Regions from separate parts of the Sus scrofa genome. Here regions 1 and 2 are each linked to region 3. A link is a contact called in public HiChIP or PLAC-seq data. All regions are on one chromosome and are shown on one strand. The core of a region is the stretch at or near the end of the contact, and the rest is flanking DNA. Distances in the headings are between cores, read along the strand shown.

The links. HiChIP or PLAC-seq counts read pairs in DNA pulled down with a chosen protein or histone mark.
Region 1: a contact with region 3 is called in an H3K27ac HiChIP or PLAC-seq map of skeletal muscle. The contact joins the promoter of SELENOW here to the promoter of BICRA in region 3. A contact is called at or near these places in 1 of 47 Hi-C or Micro-C datasets (heart right ventricle) and 1 of 2 datasets of contacts at active chromatin or transcription factors (skeletal muscle).
Region 2: an H3K27ac HiChIP or PLAC-seq map of alveolar macrophages shows a contact between it and region 3. The contact joins the promoter of DHX34 here to the promoter of BICRA in region 3. A contact is called at or near these places in 2 of 47 Hi-C or Micro-C datasets (heart right ventricle and liver) and 1 of 2 datasets of contacts at active chromatin or transcription factors (alveolar macrophages).

The regions. Positions count from the first base shown.
Region 1 is chr6:53,468,986-53,473,439 of Sscrofa11.1, forward strand. It overlaps SELENOW (selenoprotein W), which reads left to right and starts at 1,578. Exons shown (of 6, transcript XM_021094647.1): 1 at 1,578-1,830; 2 at 3,219-3,243; 3 at 3,349-3,402; 4 at 3,581-3,656; 5 at 3,781-3,878. The coding sequence starts at 1,803. The coding sequence ends at 3,870.
Region 2 is chr6:53,129,395-53,133,367 of Sscrofa11.1, forward strand. DHX34 (probable ATP-dependent RNA helicase DHX34) reads left to right here and starts at 1,799. Exons shown (of 18, transcript XM_003127246.5): 1 at 1,799-1,904.
Region 3 is chr6:53,337,563-53,341,745 of Sscrofa11.1, forward strand. It overlaps BICRA (glioma tumor suppressor candidate region gene 1 protein), which reads left to right and starts at 1,604. Exons shown (of 17, transcript XM_021094645.1): 1 at 1,604-1,670.

The sequences.
Region 1 (4,454 bases), core at 328-2,827, 130 kb after region 3:
GAGGAACTTCTGGCCTCTAGAACCGGGAGATAAATTTCTGGGGTTTAAGCCACTCAGTCTGTGGCACTTTTTTTTTCTTTTTCTTTTTAAAACCCTATTTATTTATTTATGTCTTTTTGCCATTTCCTGGGCCGCTCCCGCAGCATTTGGAGGTTCCCAGGCTAGGGGTCGAATTGGAGCTGTAGCCACCGGCCTACTCCAGAGCCACAGCAACAAGGGATCCGAGCTGCGTCTGCAACCTACACCACAGCTCATGGCAACCCGGTCCTTAACCCACTGAGCAAGGGAAGAGATCAAACCCGAAACCTCATGGTTCCTAGTAGGATTCATTAACCACTGAGCCACGACAGGAACTCCCTGCGGCACTTGGTGATGACACAAAGGAATACAGATGTAATGTGGAGAAGGCATCATTTATGAAACAAAATTTCCCCTAAAACGTGCTGGAGCTGATTCCTGGAGGATGAACAGGATCAGGCAGCAGGAGAGGTGGGAACAGCACATGCAAAGGCCCAGAGGCAGGTGACTGGGTGAGGTCTGTGATTTCACGTAGCTAGGGCACTGAGAGGGCCAGAAGAGAACCAGGAACCAGGCAAGGGCAGAATAGCTAAGCTTGGCTTTTTGTTTTGAGACCCAGGAAGCCTGAAAAAGATCTCTATTTGTGGGACACGGACTAGTCCAGCTTTGCCTTAAGTATTCTACATTATAGGCTCATTCTGTCCTCCCAAGACCACAGAGATCAGAGGTCACTCTGCCACCAACGGAGGTGGAGTGGCACTTCAGCCTTGTCTGCCAATGCCTGAATATCTGGTCGCAGCAGTGAGGCCCAGAGGGCAAACACAGAGCTGTGGCTGGAAAACCTTGGGCAGAGCTAATTTTTACTAAGCTGCTCCTCTTGTTTTTCCTCGGGCGTGAACTCACTGAACGCTCCCGTCACCCCCTCAGGGGAAGGAAGCCCTATTTCATGTTGCTTCAAATCTCTTTTCCTCTCTAGCCAAATCACTCCCTTGAGGGCGGGGCTCTTGTCTATTTTTTGTTGCTGTTATCTTCGGAACGTAGGGCTTGCAAGCAGTACCCCACACCTATTGTTAAATCGGTAAGTATTCCCGGAAGGCGATTATGCCCATCCTCCAGACGAGGAAACTGAGGCTCGGAGACAGCATCGGTAGCATAAAGACCTTAACTCAGCTGCCAGCTGCCAGGACGTTCCACGAACCCTCGCCGCGGGAGGCTGGAAGACACTAAAAGGGGAGATCGCAATGCTGATCAGGGGCGCCCGAGTACCGAAACAGACTTTAACAAGGTAGCCGGACCCTGGAGCGCTCACTGGAAAACTTAGCTTCAGGGGCCTCCCCTCCGTACCCCGAACTCTTTCAGATTCTGCCCTCTGGCCCTCCCAGCCTCCCCCAACCGGCTGGCCAGTCTTCACTTGCATTCCATTCCCGCCAGTAGCGGTTGGCCCTGAACCCCCGCCCCATGAGCCATACCATTCCGCCCCGGAGGGGGGGATCGGGGAGGGTACGCACAGAAGCGTCTCCCGGGACTTCCTCTGTCGGGATGCTCTGTATCCTCACAGGGGAGAGAAGGGAGAGTTGTATGAGGGCTCAGGGTGGCGGCCGCAGGAACCCCCCGTCCCAGCGGTGGCGCCTGCTCCCCTCCTCCGCCCTCCCCCGCGTTGGTCCGCGCCGTGGAGCGCCGACTAGCAGGCTCTGTGCGCATGCTCCGGCCGGGGGCGCAGACCTCGCCGTCCTTTCTGGATTTCGGCTCGGTGTCCGCTGTGCTGCGGGTGCTAAGTCCTAATCATGGTGTCGCCGTTCGAGTCGTCTATTGGTGAGCACGAGGGCCAGAAATCCTCTCTCCGACCTCCACTCGGCCCCGTCCTCCGTCCCGGCTGAGCTGGGCGCTGGGGACATCGGGGGCAGAACACATGGGATCCGTCCGAGAAAAGGGATTCCGGCGTGGCGAGGTGGGCCGGGCGGGAAGTGGGGCGTCGATCCCCATTCCGACCCAATTGGTGACATTCTAGATGGACATCCCGGTCGTAAAAGGTAGTACTGAGACACATGTATCCGCTTTATACCCCACTCCGACCCCCGATTCCGGGACTCGATTTGGCAGCCTGTGGGGTCGGTTTGTAATGGAAAGGAGCCTCCTCAGCGCTTCCGTTTCCCCTCCCCAGTACCGCGAACAGCCGTGGGTGGGGCTGGCTAGATCGAGAAGGTTCGAGTTCGGGCTGTGTTGGAAAGGACTTAAGTGCATACGCGGATGCCATTCGTACTAATCTCCTTTGCTGGCCTCACTTTCCCCTTCTGTGGACGGAGAGCGAGAGAATATCTTAATAGTTACCTCGGAGGGGGTGCTTGATCGGAGCCAACTAAATACGCTTTGTGGTTCTGGCATCTGTGGCTGTGCAGGTATGCACAGGCGTGGTGGCATGTGGTGGCTCCCAGAAACCCCTTGGGTGGGGCATTCTAGCTCCGTTTTACAGATGGGAAACCAAGCCTGGGAGTGAAGCGGGGGGGGGGGGGCCGAATCAGCAGCTTGTGGCCCAGACTGCACATCACAGGGGTAACCCGGATGTAGGGTCCCTGGCTGCCATGTCTGCAAAATGTCCTCTGGAGGCACAGCCTGGGTTTTTGAAAGACTCAGATCTGTTAGGAATGTCAAGCAGAGGGTGGAATGACATTTTGAGCAACCCTCCCCGACGCCGGGCCTGTGCCCAAGACTCCAGTCCGAAATAGCCAGCCATAGCCGGCTCTCAGGGTCGGGAGGCGCTTCGATTTCATCCTGAGGTCTGGGGGTCTTGGGAGTGCAGGGATAATGGTTTCCCTTAGATTCTTCCAGGAGCTGTGGGTGGAGATGCTATTTCAGCAGTTCTCGTCCTAACCCACTTCTCTGTGTTGCCTCCCTCTCTTCTCTGGCTCATGCTTGTGTTCTCTCCTTGTTCCATGTGCTGCGCTCCCCCCCCCCCCCCATTTTTGTCTCCCTTGTGGTTCCTCGTTCTGTGCCCTGCCTCCCCATTGTTGCTGCTCCGAACACTCGTTGTCTTTCCTCTCTCGATGGTGTCTGGCCCTCCTTGGTTTTGTCTCCTGTTCCTCTTCATTTTTTCCTGTCCCCTGACCCTAATCCCTCCTTCTCTGTCCTGCCTGCCCTTCCCTCCTCTTCCGGTCACGCACTCTCCCTCTCCTGGACCCATCTCTTGGACACTCTCCCACCAGTGGCGCTTGAGGCTACAAGTCCAAGGTAAAGCAGAGTGGTCCCAAGAGGGATCCCTGGCAGGTGGTGGGTGAGGACTGGCTAGTGTGGCTTCTGTTGACCCCTCTTGTGACTTCCCACCCCCTTTTTCAGTATCTTCAAACTCAAGAAGAAGTTAGAAGAGAGTTCCCTGGACGCCTGGACATCGTGAGTTTTGGGGATGGGGAAGGACTCAAATGTGATCCTGGCCGTCCCTTGGCTCTGGTTGGCAGTGGGAGTGGTTTGGGTCAGCCCCACCCTTCACCCGTGTTCTCCATTCCCTGGGAGGGGCGGGTGTGCCCAAGAGGGCCCTCAGCCCCTTCAACCCCCTTCCTGCTTTCCCCAGTGTGGCGAGGGGACTCCCCAGGTCACCGGGGTTCTTTCGAAGTATTGGTAGCAGGAAGTTGGTTCACTCCAAGAAGGTATGTTTGTCTGTCCTGCCTCATTTGAGCTAGTGGGCTTGGGGCTGGGATTTGTGTCTTGAACAGCTCACTCCTTCCCTTTTCCCCTCTCCTCCCTTCCTTCCCCCGCTCCTCCCACCTCCAGGGAGGTGATGGCTACGTGGATACGGAGAGCAAGTTTCTGAAGTTGGTGGCTGCCATCAAAGCTGCTTTGGCTCAGGCTAATGTGCCCTGAAGGCAGAGGTGAGGGGGCCCAGGTCCTAGACACCAGAGTTATCTCCTGGTTCTGGTGTATCCAAACCTAAGTTTCCACCCCATACATTCTGGAAGAAGTAGCAATTTCACTTTATTGTTTGGTGCATAGAACTGCTTTAGCACCTTCTGAGCCTGATTTCTAATTTTCAGCCAATACATTCTAGAAGAGCCCAGACTCAACATATTCTAGAACTGGGCCCTGGTTACCAGCCTTGTCCATAACCAAGCTCTGGCTGCTGGTGCTCCAGAGCCTAGAAGCACTTCCTCCTCTGCCCGCAGCTTGAGTCCAGTTCCCACTGTCTGTGCTGGAATGAGTGGTGGTCCAGGAATAGAGTAGGCCCAAGTACCCGCTCCCAGCATCCTTCACACCAGAAACCTACTCTCAACATTTTGTTTATTTATCTTTGCTTTCAGGGCTCACCTGCAGCATATGGAGTTCCAGGATAGGGGTCTGATAGGAGCTACAGTGCTGGCCTACACCACAGCCACAGCAATGCCAGATCTGAGCTGCATCTGTGACTTACACCACAGATTATAGCAACACCGGATCCTTAACCCACTGAG
Region 2 (3,973 bases), core at 549-3,048, 210 kb before region 3:
CGGTCCCCTTTTTCTCATCTCGAATCCCATATTCGTTCCCTACTTGGGAGCCAGAGGACTCTGTTAAAATCTAAAGTCCATGGAACTCCGCCCGTGGGTCCCAGTTCACTCAGAGTAGAAACCAAAGCTCTTGCTTTGGTGTGTATGATTTCTGCCCCTCCTTTTCCCCACCTCTTTCCCCACTACTCACCCATCCTTCATCCAGACGCACAAGCCAGCAGGCCCTTGAACCCTTGAAGGTTTTTTATGTGGGGGGGGGACAGGGTGCTGTGTGTGAGCAGCATTTGGAAGTTCCCCGGCCAGGGAATGAAGCCGAGCCACAGCAGGGACAAGGCAAAATCCTTAATCACTATACCACCAGGGAACTCCCCGAACCCCCCAAGTTTGTAGTCATTTTGGTGGGAAAGACAGATTAAAAGAAATAGGATGTCAAGCAGAACTGCATTCTTTATGGAGAGAAACAAAGCAGGAAAGGGCTAAGGAGTGATTCTATTTAAAGTAGTGTAGTCAGGAGTTCCCATAGTGGCTCAGCAGAAATGAATCCGGACTAGGAACCATGAGGTTTTGGGTTCGATCCCTGGCTTCGCTCAGTGGGTTAAGGATCCTACATTACCATGAGGTCGCAGACTTGGATCCCGCGTTGTTGTGGCTGTGGTATAGGCGGGTAGCTGCAGCTCCGACCAGACTCCTAGCCTGGGAACCTCCATATGCCACAGGTGCAACCCTAAAAAGCAAAGAACCCCCCCAAAAAAAAGTAGCATAGTCAGAGAAGACATCTCCCAGAAAGTAACATTTGAGCAGAAAGCTGAAAACTGTGGGGCTGCAAGCCATGATAGTCCCTGGGGAGAACATTCTCCGTAGAGGAACCAGTAAACGCAAAGATGACCTCAAGCTAGTGAGGGAGAATATTAACTCAGGTTGTCAGTGTAGGAGCCTGGGCTTCCATGCATTCTTTGATATGGCCTTTGATTAACATTTGTGGCCTAAGGGCTCCAGGGAGTAACATCCCACAGGCCTTGTTTACTACAAGGAGTGTACCTACGCCCAGGTGGATTTTAATCCCTAATCCCCTGTGACTCGGGTTACGGGAAGAAAAGGTCAAAGAAACAATGACATTTATGGGACATTTCCACCCCTAAGGCCCTATTGGACAGGGACTGATATAGGTAATTGAACAAGGCCACTGGGAGAAAGCGACATCTTTCCGGACCCCAGGTTGGTACCCCCCCATCTTTAAGGGATAAAAACCCCTATAGGACAACAGAGAAAGGGGGCTCTTCTCCCCCACTCCCAGCAGCCTGGGAGCTATCTGCTTTCCTTTAATAAACACTTTGCTTGCTTGCTGCGTTTGTGTTCGCGGAGTTCATTCTTCAACTGGATGAACAAGAAGCCAGATTCCTGTATTATCTTTCAGGTATCACTAGGACCTCCAAGACGGAAATCCGGATAGTCAGGTTGTATCACTTATTAGTGACTTCATAGGGTGAATTGTACATTAACAGAATTACGCACTAATAATTACGAACTATAATAAAGAAAACACTCATGGGAGTGTTTCAATAGTGTTTGGGCTCCAGCCAGCTTCCCAGCTGGGCTAAATACCCGGACCTCCGACTGGTCCGGGAGGGCAAGAGGCTCTTCAGGCGAAAGGCAAAGCAAACCACCGTGCTGCCTTTCCCCGCCCCAAGACGCTACAGCTTCCTCCCAGGCTCCGCCGGAAGGGAGGCCGGGCCTGAGAGCGCCGGACGCAGGCGCAGACGGATTACTGGAAGCTGCCCACTGGGTCCTCCCTCTGCGGCGGGGCGGGGCTGGGCTGTGAGGGTGGCGTGCGCAGGCGCAGAACCGGCTTCGGGCGCGTGCAGGGCAGTGGGCGGGAAGTTGAGCAGATCGCTGTGGTTAGTGAGGTGAGCGGTCGAGCGGCTGCGCTGGGTGTTGGTGGTGGCGCCGGGAGTTGGGCTGCGTCCCGGGACAGCTTGGGAACGATGGGAGGGGTAGAGAGAAATCCCGAGATGAGGACATGTGCCCGAGGAGGCCGAACGGCGGGGAGAAGTGGACCGAGATGGAGCCTGAGCGTTCCCTGGGGGTCGGGGAGGCTGAAAGGAGTAGTGTGAGCGGGGCTTAAGTCCTGGGAAAGGAGACGCTAAGGCTTTTTACCAGGAAGCAGCGTTTATTCGTGCAGGCACTGGCTTGGTGGATTAGTATCCAGAGGCTGAGCCCCGAACGGCGCTGCCTTACATACCCCGCTTGTTTTTCCGCTACGTCTAAGTTTCTTTGTCCCTCTTATCAGGAATACTCTTAAGTTTTAGGCGGACAACTGTAGATGCGCTTGCGCTCAGGGATATAGAAGTACGCATGCGTGTCAGATGGAGGCGGTGCAGCACGGCTTCTTCCCTTTGATCTGGGAGGGCACGGCCCCCTCCCGCTACAGTAGAGGCACGAAAAGAATCTTCGACGCATTGAGGGAGCCAAAGCCAGGAAGGTTGAGAGCTGAAAACTAGCGAGGTCCAGAGCAAGAGGCTGGTGGGTCCCAACGAGAGAGGTTCACAGGGACTGCGAGAGGAGTTCCCGTCGTGTCTCTGGTTAAGGAATACGACTAGGAGCCATGAGGTCGTGGGGTTCTATCCCTGGCCTCGCTCAGTGGGTTAAGGATCTGGCATTGCCGTGAGCTGTGGCGTAGGTCATAAACGCGGCTTGGATCTGTTGTGGCTGTGGCGTAGGCCGGGGACTACAGCTCCGATTAGACCCCTAGCCTAGGAGCCTCCATATGCCGCGGGAAGCGGCCCTAGAAAAGGCAAAAAGAAAAAAAAAAAAAAAAGACCAAAAGAAATAGAGGGGAATTTCTGTAGTGACTCAGCGGTAACGAACCCCACTAGTGCCCATGAGGATGTGGGTGCAGTCTCTGGCCTCGTTCAGTGGGTTAAGGATCTGGAGTTGCTGTGGCTGTGGTGTAGGCCAGCAGCTGCAGCTGTGACTTGACCCCTAGCCTGGGAACTTCCATATGCCGAGGGCGCGGCTCTAAAAAGACCAAAAAAAAAAAAAAAAAAGGAAATAGACCCAATAGGATGACAGGTTAATGAAGGAAATAGAGACGAATCAGGAGAGGCCACTGGGTAATAGAAAGATGGAGCCGGTGAAATAGGGAGAACCTGGCAAGAGCTGACAGAGGGATTGAAAAGAGGCAGCTGAGGGATCTGGGAAAGAAAGCAAGAGATGAGCATGGAGGAAGATAGGTGGGAAACGGGAGATACAGCCAGACGAATGAAGAGATTAATTCTGAGGATGCAGAGAGCAAGTAGAACCAAGAAGACAGTGTCAGATTGAAAAATGGAGAATTACACTGAAAATTGGAGATAGGAAAATGAAGCCTGAATCCTCAGATTGGAATTGGTCATCTGCCGCTTACCACTTAATGAAACGCTCTCTGGCTCAGATAATGTTAATAGCACCTTCTTTGGGTTGTGAGAAAGGTGTATATATAGACTGTGTGTGTGTGTGTGTGTGTGTGTGTGTGCATATGCATATAAATACATGAGTGGTTTAGAACAGTACCTGATAAATGGATAAGCCGTAAGTAAATGCTGGCTATTAAAGCTTCAGACAACTGGGAAACAAAATTTTAGGTGGAGAAATGAAGCGGGATGAGGAGATGGTTAGGATGGAGGAGGAGACAGTGATAGAGCCCAAGACGGAGAGTCAGGATAAAAAGAAAGTCACACAGAAAGCCAGGCTTCTGGTTCCGAAGAAAACCAGAAAGTCAATTGGAGAACTCAAGCGAGATGGAGTCAAATGGAGGAAAATCATACTGAAAAAATAGAAGCAGAGTAGGAAAGAATCAGATAAATGAAAAGAGATGGCACCAGGCAGGAAAGGGAAGAGAGAGAAGGGTGATGGGCAAGATGGACCGAAAAAGACCGGAGACCCAAAGAGCCAGACAGGCAAGAAAAGGCAAGCAGAGGAAACCTCTGAAAGCTGT
Region 3 (4,183 bases), core at 354-2,853:
GTCATAGATTGACCACTGTTTTCTGTTTGGAGCAATGCGTGTGTTAAGTTCTGGAGTTGATCAGGTTCCCTTTTTATATAATAATCAATAATAATAACGGTCTGCACTTATCTGGCGCTTCCTGTCAGGTTCCGCTCTCCGAGAGAAGTCATTTTCTCCTACTAACCCTCTAAGTGAGACCTAGTATTGATTTCTTCTTGGAAATGGAGGAGCGGAGAGGTGAAGTCATTTGCCCAAGGTCACACAGTAAACAAGTGGCAGGATGGGAACCAGGAGCTCCCGGGTTTGAGTCAGGGCCCTTTACCTCCGTGGTCTCGTAAATAACAGTAGTGCCGCCGAGAAACTAGGATCAGATCTAAAGCTTAAAAACACATAGCTCTCAATCACTTATTTATTCAACACACATGTATTGAGCAGCTTCGTGGGGTATGCGCCTAGCTTTTCAGGGAACCGGGGAAACTGAAGGTATTAAGCGACCAGAATATAAGCCGCCTCGGCCTGAGCGCTTGGGGAGGGTAGCTCGTAGCTATCTGGGTCCTCGTTGGGCTCCGAGCCCGGCGCAGGGCACACAGTAGGCGCTCAGCATGCGTTCGCCGAAGAAACGCGCCCATCTGAGTGTCACGCCCGCAAGGCGTTCTCGGCCCGGCGGGGCGGAAGCAGACCCAACACCACCGAGGCGTCCCGGGGCTTCTGGGAATCCCATCTGCGCGGCCCGAGAGACCTCGAGGAGAGGTTCTAAGAGAGGTCGGATCCGCTTCCCCGGCGCCCGCCTCCAGGCCGCGGCAGCTCAGAGAACCGACAGAGGTGAGTGAGCGAGCCGCGTTTGGGGTCCAGGCCTGTGTCCCCAAAGCACCGCCCCCGCTCCCCAGCCTTCCAGCTTTTTGGCTCCGACTCCCGGCTCCTTCGAGATTCCACCTGCGGGGCCTCCCTTCTCCATCCACGACTCCCGCTACCTTTTCGAACCTTCGGCGCTCCCCTTGGACGCGTTCTCCTACCCGGCGACCGTCCCCAGCGTCGGGGCGCGGCCGGGGCGCACGGAGCCCCCTCCCCAGCCGGGCCGGTCGCCCGGGATCCGGGAGTGCGAATCCGTTTAGCCTTCCCCCCTAGTCCAGAACATCGCTCGATGTAGTCGGGAGGCTCCAACGGAGCCTGGGAAGACGCGCCCCGAACCCCCGGGACTTGAGCGAGGGAGGGGGCGGTGCCGGTGCGGAGGTCACCCTCCCGGGGCGTCCGCAGCCTCCCATTCGCTGGCGGGCCCGCCGCTCCGCGCCCAGAGCGGTAGCTGGTTTGCCGAGTCGCGGGGCGGGGCCTCCTCCAAGCTCGTCCCCCGGCGAGGGCGGAGGGAGGAGGAGGAGGAGGAGGAGGAGAGGGGGGGCGGGACACAAAACCTGCAAGGTTTTTTTTTTTTCTTTTGCATTTAATTAAAAAAAAAATTTTTTTTTTTTTTTTTGCAAACCCGAGGGGTCCTGCCCGGAGCGGGCGCGGGTCCGGGGCGCCCGGGCCGCGGCGCGGGGCGGCGGCAGGGGCCTGGCGGAGGCTGCCGGGCGGCCGCCATGCGATCAGGCAGTGCGCTGACCGGCCCGGCCGGTCGGCCCCTTCTGGGTCCTCCCTTTGCAGCCCGTGCGGGGCCGTCTCGGAGACCCCGCGCCGACGGCTGCTCAAACATCAGGGTGAGTTTCTCACAATGTAGCAATTTCTCTTTAAATCTCTTAACTCTCTCTACCTGCGAGTCGGGGCTGTGACAGGGCGCAAAAGCGAGGGGGGAGTGGGGGTTGGCGGCGAGGGTGTGTGTGGGGGGAGCCGGAGCCGGGGCCGAACCCACCCCCCGACACTCACACACTCAGCCCCCCAACCGGGGCGCAGCGCCCGCTGCCTCTTTTTTTGCTCGGCGCCCACCACCCCCGGTAGCCCCCCCCCCGACTCCTCGCGTCTCTCCCACCATCACCGCCGCCCCGATCCTGCGGGGACCCCCACCCCCCACCCCGGGTTCCTCTGCCCAAACCCGGCGCCCGGTGCCTCCCCGGCCCTCCCGCCGGCTGCCGGGGATACAATGGAGCGGCGGAAAAACGAGACCTAACGTTCCACGGGGGGAGGGGCGGGGAGACCCCCCCTCCCCCGGCCCGGGGGCCTCCTCCCCTCGCCCTGCTCCTCGCCTTTCGGGAAAGAGGAGGGCAATGGGGCAGCGGATGGTGGCTTCCCTGTCGGAGCCGGCGAGCCTTCATCTCCCCCTCTCGCCCGTCCCCTGCGCCCCCTCCTCTCATCCCTCCTGGGGGTGCCGGGAAGAAACGGGGCCTCCGGCAGGCTGGGAAGGGATGGATGCGGAAGGAGGCCACTGGGTCTCCCCCTCCCCACCGCCCCTAAACAATGAAAGGAGTTGACTTGGTCCCCCACCCCCCAGCAGTGAAAGGAGTTGACCCCCCCCCCCGCTAGCTGGCTGGTCCCGGAGGGGGCCGTTGCGGGGGGTGGGGGGAGGAGGGAGTGGAGCCTTACCCCTGTCACCTCCCGAGATTTGGGGTGGCCCCCCATCTCCTCCCCCTCGGCCCGGGAATGGGAGGCACCAGGCCCAGCCCGGGCACCGCGCTCGGGTGGTGACCTTTAGACAAAGGCAACCCTTTCCCTGGGGTGAGCCCGGACGAGCCGGGCCCGAGGCCTCCCCGGGCCCCTGCGGAGGGCGGCCAGGCCGCGGGCACCCGGAGGGAAGGATGGAGGAGGAGGGAGGAGGGATGGAGCCATCTGGTTTTCCCATCCCTGGCCGCCCCTCGGCTGCTTCTCCGGCTCCTGTCACCCGGCGGCCTCGGGGAGACAAGGGACCAGGGGCTGCCCGGGCCTTGGTCCGCGGCCAGCGGCCACCCGGGCGAGGAGCCGCGGGAGGGCCCGGGAGGCAGCGGTGGCTGGAAGGCAGCGCGGCTCCTTCCTATCTCCGCACCCCTTTGTTTTGCTTTGTGGTTCTGAGCAGCTGAACTTCCCGGGGAGGTGGGGTCAGAGGCCGCTGTGTCAGCTCTCCCCGGGAGGCTGGGGTGACAGGTCCCAGCCCTCTGATGTTCCCAGACTGTGGGCCGCAGCTCGTGCCCAGCCTTCTGCCCGGAGCGGCAGCCCCTTTTGTCACACAGCCCCTCCTATAGTGGCACAGTCGGGGGATGTTTTTGAGTGTTTGCTTTTCCGCACGCCTCCTTTCCCAGCCGCTACTCGTCAGGGCAACAGTTTTTAGAAACACCCTGGACTCCAGGCCTGAGATTGCTGATAAATTCTCTGTGTTTGCAACCTGTCCCCTCACCTGAGGTGAGGTGTCTTTGACCTGGGGGGTGGGGGGGCTGTGGGAGAACAGGGGAGGTGGACAGCTCAGGAACCACCCCCTTCCCACGTGTCAGTGTCCAGTGGGACTGAAGCCCTGTACTTACTTACCCCGCCCTCCCCCAGCCTTGCCCACCCCTAGAAGCGGGAAATCACACCCCAGAGGTTGTTAGAGAGAGGCTACTGCTAGTGCCTGCACCAACCACAGCCCCAGGAGGAAGTAGGGTCAGTTACGTTACTCCCATTTTGCAGACAGGCTCATGGAGGCTCAGAGAGGCGAAGTGACTGGCCTAGGGTCACACAGCCCTGATGTGTAATCGGCTCACGTTTTTCGGACACAGCTCGGAACTGTTAGGTTCTCCCACACCCCTCTTTGGCACTTTGTCCCTTTGGCATCAGTTGGGTGTCAGATGTAAATGATGGCAGGAAGGAGCCGCTGAATTGTTTTTCCCCTTGAGTGCTGGTTTGGGGAAGGGGTCGGGAGTGTGGGGAAGCTAGGAGGGGGCCAGGATGCCTTCACCTGTGGCCGGAGCAGAGCGCTTGTTTGCCTGTGAGAGCTGAGGGTTGGAGGTGTGCGAGTCAGGAGAAGGGGGGCCCCAGGCCTCGCCGGGTGGGGCTTGGGGGGTCCTCGGTAATTGGCCCCACTGTCATTCTCCTCTTCCTCCACCTGAGCTGGGACCTCCTCAGCCCTGCTGGGAGGGAAGCCGAGCTGTTGGGGACCTTCACCACTCTGCCCCGTGGCCTCCGGCGTGACCCTCCCCTGCCCATTCATTCTCCCCTTGGCCTGGGCTCACACTCCCGGTCCGACTCTGTCCCCTCAGGCAGGTCATTTGCTCACCGGTCCTGGGTCTCCTGTCTGCAGTTGCGGATAATTTTAATTTCCCTAACTGAC